Regions from separate parts of the Rattus norvegicus genome. Here region 1 is linked to region 2. The links are chromatin contacts, called in public Hi-C maps. All regions are on one chromosome and are shown on one strand. The core of a region is the stretch at or near the end of the contact, and the rest is flanking DNA. Distances in the headings are between cores, read along the strand shown. Region 1 overlaps Sgms1 (sphingomyelin synthase 1). Region 2 overlaps Sgms1 (sphingomyelin synthase 1).

Evidence for each region. Hi-C and Micro-C count contacts between places; a contact is called where the count stands out from the background.
Region 1: a contact with region 2 is called in a Hi-C map of hepatocytes, with 2.1 times the contacts expected there. The contact joins two enhancer-like sites. A contact is called at or near these places in 8 of 12 Hi-C or Micro-C datasets (the A7r5 cell line, the Rat2 cell line, frontal cortex and 4 more).

The regions. Positions count from the first base shown.
Region 1 is chr1:239,599,480-239,604,322 of GRCr8, reverse strand. All of the region lies in intron 2 of Sgms1 (sphingomyelin synthase 1), which reads left to right. Among named protein-coding and RNA genes, the nearest start is that of Sgms1, 71 kb to the left of the region's middle. Within about 2 kb of position 2,277, at least 3 of the 93 cell types and tissues checked have an H3K27ac peak or open chromatin away from gene starts, as enhancers often do. A contact at or near this core is called in hepatocytes, where this site is marked.
Region 2 is chr1:239,441,153-239,445,926 of GRCr8, reverse strand. All of the region lies in intron 6 of Sgms1 (sphingomyelin synthase 1), which reads left to right. Among named protein-coding and RNA genes, the nearest start is that of Asah2, 91 kb to the right of the region's middle. Within about 2 kb of position 2,691, at least 15 of the 93 cell types and tissues checked have an H3K27ac peak or open chromatin away from gene starts, as enhancers often do. A contact at or near this core is called in hepatocytes, where this site is marked.

The DNA of each region.
Region 1 (4,843 bases), core at 1,028-3,527, 160 kb before region 2:
TCAGCCCCTTGGCTTGCTGCCTTCCCTTTTTACTTGGTAAAGAAACATGAGTAGATTTTAGGAATTATGATGTAAATCCCATTCAATAGGCCATTGTTTGGCCTACCACATGATAACAGATAGAATTAAAACCTTTCTTCTGTCATGTTTGTTACTATAAACAGTTTGTAGCCCATTTGTGATGCTCCCAGATAATTGATCACTCACATTTGAGAAGAAATAAGGACATGCTTCCTTAAACTTTAACCATGATGTGATTGATAATCTTGGTTGCCAACCCGATTGGATTTAAAGTCCCCATAGAAACAAACCACTTTGCACGTCCGTGCAGAACTTTCGAGATTATTAAGTTAAGGTAGCATGATCCATCCTAAATGTAAGAGGTACCATTCCATGGGATTGGGGCTCAGGCTGAATAAGCAGGAGGAACAGGCCAGGTAGCGTGGGGCACACCTTTTAATCCTAGCATTCTGGAGGCAAAGGTGAGTTGATCTCTGAGGTTGAGGCCAGCCTGGTTTACAGAGTGAACACCAGGGTAGCCAGGGCTAAAGAGAGAAACCCTGCCTTAAAAGAAAAACAAGCATTAAGAATTACACAGCTCACATTCACTCCGACTCTGTGTGCAGTGTGGGGCAGATTGTCAGTGTTCAGGCTTTATTAAACAGCTATTTTTCATGTAGTTTAGGATCCTCATTAACATGTTCAGCCTTTTCTCTTATAACAAGAGCAAATGTAAATTGAAGAACACATACATAAGAATTTCTACCAAGCTGCTGTGACTACTCCTTTGCTTCCCAGAGTTCTTGTCTCGTTTTCCTTTCATGTTAATCTAAGACACTTTACAAATCTGTTTTGAGATCACTGAAAAATATATAAAGCTATGCATTCCCTTTAAAGCCCAATGCCTTCTTGCAATTTAAAAATATTACAATGCATGGCTGCAGTTTTTAAATAGTCTGTGTTTCTCCTCTGACTGTCAGTTATTGATGGTTTCATTTATAAACACTAAATTCTATCACTTGCCATTATATTTCTTACTCATTTAAATGTGGGTTTTCTTATGTATATTATAAAAGTATTTTATGACTCCTACATAAATAAATAATTGTGAATTGTCAAAAGAAAAAAAAAAGAAAAACAAAACAAAACAAGAAAACAAAAAAACGAGGGAGGAAGGGATGAGTAGCTGTAGATGTAGCATGTGCAGCTCATGCTCCTGCTTCAGATCTCTCCCCACCCTGACGGCTGTGTCTGGAAACCGGCCAAAATATACCTCTCTTAAGTTGCCTTTTGCAAGGTGTTTTGTCACAGCAAGCACAAGAGGGATTCATACATGTTGCATTGCAGCATTAGTGTTCTTATTGAAATACCTTTATAGAAAAGAGGTACTGTCTCTAGTTGGCCACCTGCATAGCAAATTTTACTAGCTGTACTGGAATTTCTTTATTCTTAGCTGGGGAGAGACTTCTTAGGTTCCCCTTAGTTTTTTAGTTTTTGTTGTTGTTGTTGTTGTTGTTGTTGTTGTTGTTAGAGAGAGAGAGAGAGAGAGAGAGAGAGAATATTTAGGTATTGTCTTAGGGTTTTACTGCTGTGAACAGATACCATGACCAAGGCAACTCTTACAAGGACAGCATTTAATTGGGGCTGGCTTACAGGTTCAGAGGCTCAGTCCATTTTCCTCAAGGTGGGAGCAGGGCAGAATCCAGGCAGGCATGGTGCGAGAGGAGCTGAGAGTTCTACATCTTCATCTGAAGGCTCCTAGCAGAATACTGGCTTCTAGGCAGCTAAGATGAGGGTCTTAAAGCCCACACCCAGAGTGACACATCTACTCCAACAGGACCACACCTTCTTATAGTGCCACTCCCTGGGCCGAGCATATATAAACCACCACAAGCATGTACACACCGTATTGTCCATCTGGAGGTCAGAGGACAATTTGTGAGCATTGGTTCTCTCCTTCCACGTGGAATGAACTGAAGTCATTGGGCTGAGCCTTCTGACCTGTTCTTTCTTCCCTGTCTTTTTCCTGCCTCTGGTGTAGATATGGTAGAGGTTTAGTTGGAGGGCAGCTTGGGGTAGGAAGAGCATTAAGGGCTAAGGTTGGGGCCCCCAGTGACCTTCAGTATCAGGCTGATACATTTTGAGTGTTTGGCTTATATACACAGGAGTGACCAAGGCTGATTGCTTTTACAGCTCACATAGAAGAATCAGAGTCCACAGTTGCTTCCAGTCTGGATGTAGAAATGGTGCTCAGAGGACCAATAGAAGAGAAAGGACAGAAGAGGATGTTGTGTGCCCAGGACTTGCGCATGGATTAGGTTCTTTCCCAAGACCCAGAGAGGAATTAGTAACTAAGCCATCAGTTTGGTAATAATCTGAACTGAAAGGACCTTGCTCTAAAGTGTGTGCCCTGCCTTGGTGTGTGTTAGCCTCATGTTCCTGAGTATGAATTGGAAGGTGAACCTACTCTGCCCAGCTTAGAAAGTCACAGGATCCAAGTAAATGGAGCCTCAATTTCTCATTTAACTGTTTTCTTTCTTTTCTTATCTATTTTTTTTTTGTGTCGTGTCACGGTGCCTGTGGTTGTCAGCAGATAACTTGTGGGTGTCAGCTCTCTCCTACATGGTCTTGAACTCCTGATATCCCTACTTAACCACCTCCTGAATCTAATTTTATTTTTATAGCTGCCTTCTGTTAAGTTCAAAATTACCTTTTGTTGATCTTCTAAAGTCTGTATTCTTTAGCATCAAACAAGTGTGGTGCTTCTGAAGTCCAGAGAACAGAAAGTGATGGTCACTGAGCCCGGGTTGTGTAGTGAGCAAGTGCGTGATTATCTGTTTCTCATTGGCTGCTGGCCTCTGTGTTTCCCGGGTCTTTGATGTGTAACTGGAGGATATGTGTTAGTGAGCTTTCGGCTGTCTGTAAAACTGGAAGCATTGTTGCTGTGCTGCTCTGCCCACGTAACAATTATTCTTTCATTACTAGAATGCTTTTGAACCACGCCATTGATTCTGGAGCAGGTTGTCCTTTGACTATGGAAGTTCTCCCAGTTTCAGGTGCTGTGTCTCCTGCATTTGGGTCCGCAGAGATAGAACAGCTCTCCTGTGTCAATTTTCTATATCAGTTCTCTCCTAGTGAGGAAGAATTTAGTCCAGTGGTGTGGCTGTGTTTGTGTGCTAGCCCAACCCTGTCAACCAAGAATTTCTACTGGGATCCTTTCAGAATAGCTGTATTCATTTGGAGTGTAAACATTTCATTTACTTGAGAGAAGTCCAAATAATTTTTAATAGGTGAAATGGGGGTAAAATCATCTGCTTCGTGAAGTTCCAAGAGCGCATGGTGTGGAAGAGCAGTGCCCTCCCTGTGTTCCGAGCAGCGACTCTGGTATATTTGCTTTTCAAAATCCCATCTCTGTGGGTTTATGGCAGAAGCCGTGTGCCTTGTTCTGTTGCTCTGGGTGCTGTTTATTCGGCAAGAAAAGCTTTAGGAACAGAACCCAGAGAGAAGAGGGTACCAGGCTCCTTCCATGTAGCCCCCACTGCCAGCACTGCCAACTTGGGGACTGGCTGGCACCTCCTCTTGATTCTCCTGCCTATGGAAGTCTGGTAGGTGAAGACATAGTGAAGTCCTTGTGGGCAGTCACTTGCCTGTGATCTGGTAACTTTGGGACTCAAGGGAACACCATCTTGGATGTGCCAGGGCATAGGTACCATGCCATTCCCTGTAGTTTTACAAAGCCCTCCTTGGTGCTGAAGGTCGGTGGCATTCTCCATGCATGTGGCATCGCCACCTTGCCATCTTCAACGCTGTATGCCAATAACGAGCTTGATTTTTATATTTAGAGTTTGGGTCCCTCTACTTTGCTGAAAGCATGCATTATCGGTCTTTAGTTTTTTTTAGAAAAGGATTGTGGCACATGTCAAAGGGTGATTTGACTTCTTTCCCACTTCTTTCTCTCCCTCTCCTTTAGTTCAGGCCTTGATTTCTAGCACTCAGAAAAAGCTTCCTATTTATTTTGCTTCCTGACTCTGTTCCTGTGCCTCTAGCACAGAATCTTGGACCCTTAGGCCATGTAAACAGTGGCATTCAAGAACAGAACCTCTCCTGAGTGAAAGGGGCTGCCAGGAGCCATGGCTTGTTTCTAGGAGATTGTATGTTACCTGGAGAGGAAACTGCTGGCTGAACCTGACATTTGAGGCTAACCCTCCTTCTGATGGCTCTGTCTGGTCTCTCTTGTTTGAATTGAATACAAGTGACTTCCTCTTCTTGAACGTCTCCTAGGGCACGTTGCTCCTCCAGGGGTCAGCATCTTTATTTTCAAGGCTCTTAGCCCTCTCCTCCATCCTATCACCTTTAAGTGTGGCAACGTGGAACAGATGCCTGTGACCTTTAGCATAACTTCTGTATGGCCAGACACCACAGTTAGCTGAGTAAGGCGTTTGCCACGCACATAGGCAGGGACCTATTTGCAGTGGTTCAAGGTCTGTGTAGAGCCTGAGCTCTGGGTATCATTCCTTAGGATTTAAAGGCACATACAGCAATACTGTCTTCAACAAGTGATGGCCTGACATGTATGGATCATATTTTATCAGGCAAGTCCCTGCAATATTCTTTGAAATATAATTTTCAGTAGCTAGGTGTGGTGAAGCATGCCTAAAAATCCCATAATCCCACCACACTATGGCAGGGTGGTCCTAAATGTGAGGTCTTCTTGAGCTAGACCCGGTCTCAAAACAACGACAACACAAGTACCAAACAATACCACCCCTCCCCCCAAATGTTAATAGTGGGAGCTTCATTGTTTGTTGATTTATGTTGCTATGAGATTAGGAATAAAGCTGGG
Region 2 (4,774 bases), core at 1,442-3,941:
AGGGTAGGAGCCTGCTGGCTTTACCAAGGAGACCATCTTCCCTCTGATAATTCACCGACATAGCAGCGATGCGTTTATTTGGATCTGGTTTGACAATTTTATAAGTTAAGCAGAAGTGTTAATAGAATTGATAGGCTATGCTACCTTTGAGTTGTTGAGGAAAAAAAGAAAAAGAAAAAAAGTTTTGTGGCTGCCCCTGCTGCTGCTGCTTTGGTTTTAAGAGTAATTGGCTTCAGAAATAGTGCTGTTTGGAATTCCTTACATGCATGCCGTTGACTGACACATTTTAGTCCTGTTTTTCCCTTAGGAACATTTTAACCTTTCCCCCTTAAGAGCTCATTGAAAATATTTCCCACGCTGCTCAAATTAAGCCTCCTATGTTTCTTTTCCTTAAAATTTGCTTGGTTTTTGTGAGTTTACCTTTTGTTGTTTTCGTAAAAATTCGTACACACAGGCAGTTTCACTGCCCCAGAATAAAATTCAGTAAGTCAGACTGAGTCTTTTGCAGAATTGAGATGGTTTATGATTTCAGTCTTGCTCTGAGGTGACTTTCAAATCACAGGACGGATTTCTTTTAAATGGTTTCTTTTTCTAGCCGGGGATTTTCACAAAATGTGTTTCTCCTTAGACTTTCTAATTTGGTATTCTCCTGTTACTTCTTGCCAACACTGTAGTAGTTTATTTATTTGTTTATTTAAATTCTCCAACCGCAGTCAGTCAGCTTGAGTGCCTTCCACAAAGCTAATTCAGAGCAGGCTCCGACCTGGCCCTGCTCTAGCTGTGGCTTCTCATGCTAGGTGACTTAGGTGAACCCTTTCATCTCAGGAGCCTTGTTCCTCTCCCAGCAAATAGCAGCTTCCCAGACACGGCTTCTGTTGTCCTAGAAAACTTTTTAAACTGGCCTTGGCATTGCTGGGTAAGGCCCTGTGATGGAATTTGATTAGTCGGGTAATTTTATGCATCCTGTTTAGGTCTCTGTAAGGCCCTCACTCCAGCTTCTTCCTCTGGAAGCAGATCGTTGCCCTAAGTGTCCCCAACCCTGACTGTGTCCCTTCCCTGTGTATGTGGCACTCCAGGCATGGGGGAGGGGGGCAGGGGGGGCGGGGCTAGGCATGGGTGGGGCAGGGCTGGGGAGGCACTGATAGTAGGAAGTATATGGGGATGATTCTCATCCCTGGCTCTCATCAGGAAGACTAAAGCTTTTGTGTTATTACATTGACACAACAACTCAACACCCACCCCGTTTCTAGTTAATTGGCTATTGCCGTGCAACACTTTTATTTCTGCACCATTTTTGAAAACATGGAACCTTCAGGTTGTGGAATGTTCTCCCTAACTTTCCTTGTTTCTGTGTTTGACTCTTGCGAGTTTGACGCCCCCACCCCCCTCTGGCGTCCACCAACCAGACAGTTTACTGCAAACCATTTAATTCAGCGCCTCAGAATCAAAGCTGTTTGACTGGTATTGAGTTCCCAATAAAGCCCACATTTCCCGCAAATGATTCTGACTTTAAGAGTCCTGGAGTCCTTTAAAAGCCAGCCTATTCCTTCTTCCTTTGTACTTTCTATCTTTAGAGAAAAGATACAGTCGTCCAGGATGATGTACTAATTGAAAAGTGAGACCAGTGGTCTTTCGGCCAACATCCACCACCAACAAGCCCTTTTGAACTAGACTTTTGGGGTTCTGAACACCTTGGTTCTGATTTTGTGACATTCAGGTCTGTCTATTGTATACAGTTGTCCTTCACTGTGAAAGTAGGTTCTGAACTTTTTGGTTTTTAAAATTGTAAATAATGTTGTCTCCCCATTTAGAATTGGACTTTCAAGCCTCTGACTAGGAAAGTTTCCCGGGAAATCTCTGCCTTTGTGTCAGACTTCACTGCAAACCAGGTACCCCTTGTTTTAAGAAAGCACCATAAAGAGCATTCTGAGGCCTGGGACTCTCTGTGTATGGCTCTCCGCTAACACGGAGGTACTCCTGCATGTCCCCTGCAGCCCTACTCTGTGAGGACATTGAAAACCTTGACAGAGAAAGCAGCACTGTATTTTCCAAGTCAGCGTCTCTTATTAGGCTGAGTGTAGGACTAAGTGTGTGATCTGGGCGCCTCAGACTCTCCTTGACCCAAACCAGATTTGTGAGCAAAGTTTCCTAATGTTCTCTGTCTCCAGCAGCACCCCTCACCCCTGTCTCTAGAAACGTAGAACAAACTCATTTGGCATTGTCTAAATGACTTCTATCAATTCTAATTTCGTCATTTCTATTTTTAGGCATGTCTTCTCTTTTCATTTCTAATTGGGAATCTACACTGTGGAATCAGATGAAGAAACAACTTCTTGTCATAGAGGCTCAGGGCGCTACACGATAGAGTTTAAGTCTAACCTGTTTTACCGCTGCTCCTCCAGTTCTCTGTAAACACCTGAGCTCAGATCACTTTGCATTCTGTCAGTCTTATGTCTCTCTCTCTCTCCTTTTTAATTTCCTTAAAGGAGAAAAGGATGCCGTGTCCCTCACTCCCATTTGTGTCCCAGTGCCTGTGACAGAGCCATGTGTTCATTTTAAATCCATCCCTTCGTTCAGCCTGAAGTCAATGAGCAACCGCCTGTCTGCAAGCAATGCTGGGCCCTGGGGAGCGCTGATCAGAGAGCTCTAGTGAGTGATGAGTCTAGGCAGAGTGAGGCAGGAGGTCAGCAAGCTGAGGCTATGCCAACAGCTAGTACAGGGACCTAGGGACCGTGAGTCAGCATGAGGGTTGAGGGAGGGTTGGAAATAGGTCCGAAGTGTTATTTTCAGATTGGGTAATTATGAAAGGCCACTGGTGAGAGAGGAGTTTAGTAGACACTGGAGTCAAATGAAAGACAATACCAAGTAGGTATTTGGGAAAGAATGTTCCAGATAGGAGACATAGCAAATGTATGAGGTTGGGTTTTATTTCTCTGGCTCAGTTGAGCCCCCAAAGTATTTGTATTGGCTCAGTAAGCTGGGGGAGAGCTGTGACAGACTCTAGTGAGGAACGGACAGGGCCTCAAATGGAACCAGTAGAGTGTGTAAGCCACCGGTGTGTAATGCTATGAGCACACTTATACTTTGGAAGAATTACGTAGGGTTAGCAAAATGAAATGCTCGGGTAGGGTACTTAACAACCAAGCCTTAAAGCTGGAGTTTAGATCTCAAAACCCATATAGTGGAAGGAGAATAGTGATTCCCTCCTGACTTACACACACACACACACACACACACACACACACACACACACACACACCAAATTAATACTCTAAACTTTTTTTAAAAAAATGATATGGCTACTTTGTAGGTAATAGGATAGAAAGAGTTAAGTCCAGAGAATTGTCTGAGACACCAATTGCCACCATGAACCAAGCTGGTTTGTTACACTGTTTCTCATACAAAGCTTTGAGTCTGACCATGAAACCCTGGTTTTAATATGTGACTTACAGAGGGAGATTCCACTAATTCAGGGATTCTCGCAACTGTTGATGAACAGATTTCCTTTGGAACAAAGTCAAGCAGCCTATATCCTGTTCTGTGTTTAGTTATAGTTTGGGGGCCAGTCCTTCCCCTAAGAAGAATAAAGTAAGTCATTTGGGTGAGGGACATTGTCTAAGTGTGAATTGACTATACCTGGTAGTGACCCATTGGTAGTGTAAATATTTGAAGCAAAAGAAAAAGAGTGTTGGATTGCAGGGTGGACTCAAAAGAGCTCAGTGGTGGAGATGTTTGGTGGTGAGGAGAGCATTACATCATAATGAGCTGCAGACTCACAGTGGGATGGGTTGCTACATGGAAATGATCACTGGATGAATTCTATGAAACCTGATCCCAAAGAGGGAATAAGGGAAATGTTTGCACAGATCCTGCTTTTGGATATTGGCATTTAAAAGTATCCCCACACGTGGAGTTCCCAGTGTTGCTCTCTAGGCGGATTCTCACAGTGCTAGGATGGGTTTTAGTGTTTAACAACTTTGTATGTATGCGGTGGTCAGAGATCTCTTTAGAAAAAACAAGTTTGGGGTTCTTGGGTTTTTATGTATAAGTGTTTGCCTGCGTGCATATATGTGTGCCATGTGTGTACCTGGTGCCTGAGTACTCATTCCTAGACCTGGATTTGTGGTTCTGAGTTGCCACTTGGAAACTAGAAACCAAAACTTAGGTTCTTTGCAAGAGCAGAAGTTTTCTTAACTTCTTAACACTGGACCTTTCTTCTCTTTCTATCTCAATTTTAATAGTATGCATGTGTGCCTGTACGTGTGCCTGTGTGTGTGTGCCTGTGTGTGTGTGCCTGTGTGTGCGTGTGTGTGTGTGCGCGCGCGCGTGTGTGTGTAGGAGTTTGGGAGAAGACTAGACAGTTGGAGCTGGTAACAGATAAGCACCTCTTCTACTACTGAGCTACACTACCTCACATTTCAGTCTCCAAACAATGTTTGGGGAGTCGCTTATCCCGCATCCCACTATACCAAACACTCACTGCAAATGTATTTTCTTAGCACATACAGTGGCATTATTTGGATAAATAGAATAAAAACAGATGAGCTCAGTGTTTTTGTAATAACACAGTGCTTTTCATCTGGAAGGCATTTGAATGTGCCGCCAGGAAGTTCTTGCCAGTCCTTAAAGCTGTCATGTCGTGTCTGCTTCCTGTACACTGTAGCAGGTGTACTTAGCTGGGTCGTAGCTGCTGCTGTCTTGTAAGTCAGAACCACCATTTTGGAACAAATGTCCCTATTCTGCAGTCCTAAGACTCCACCAAAGCTGTGAAGAA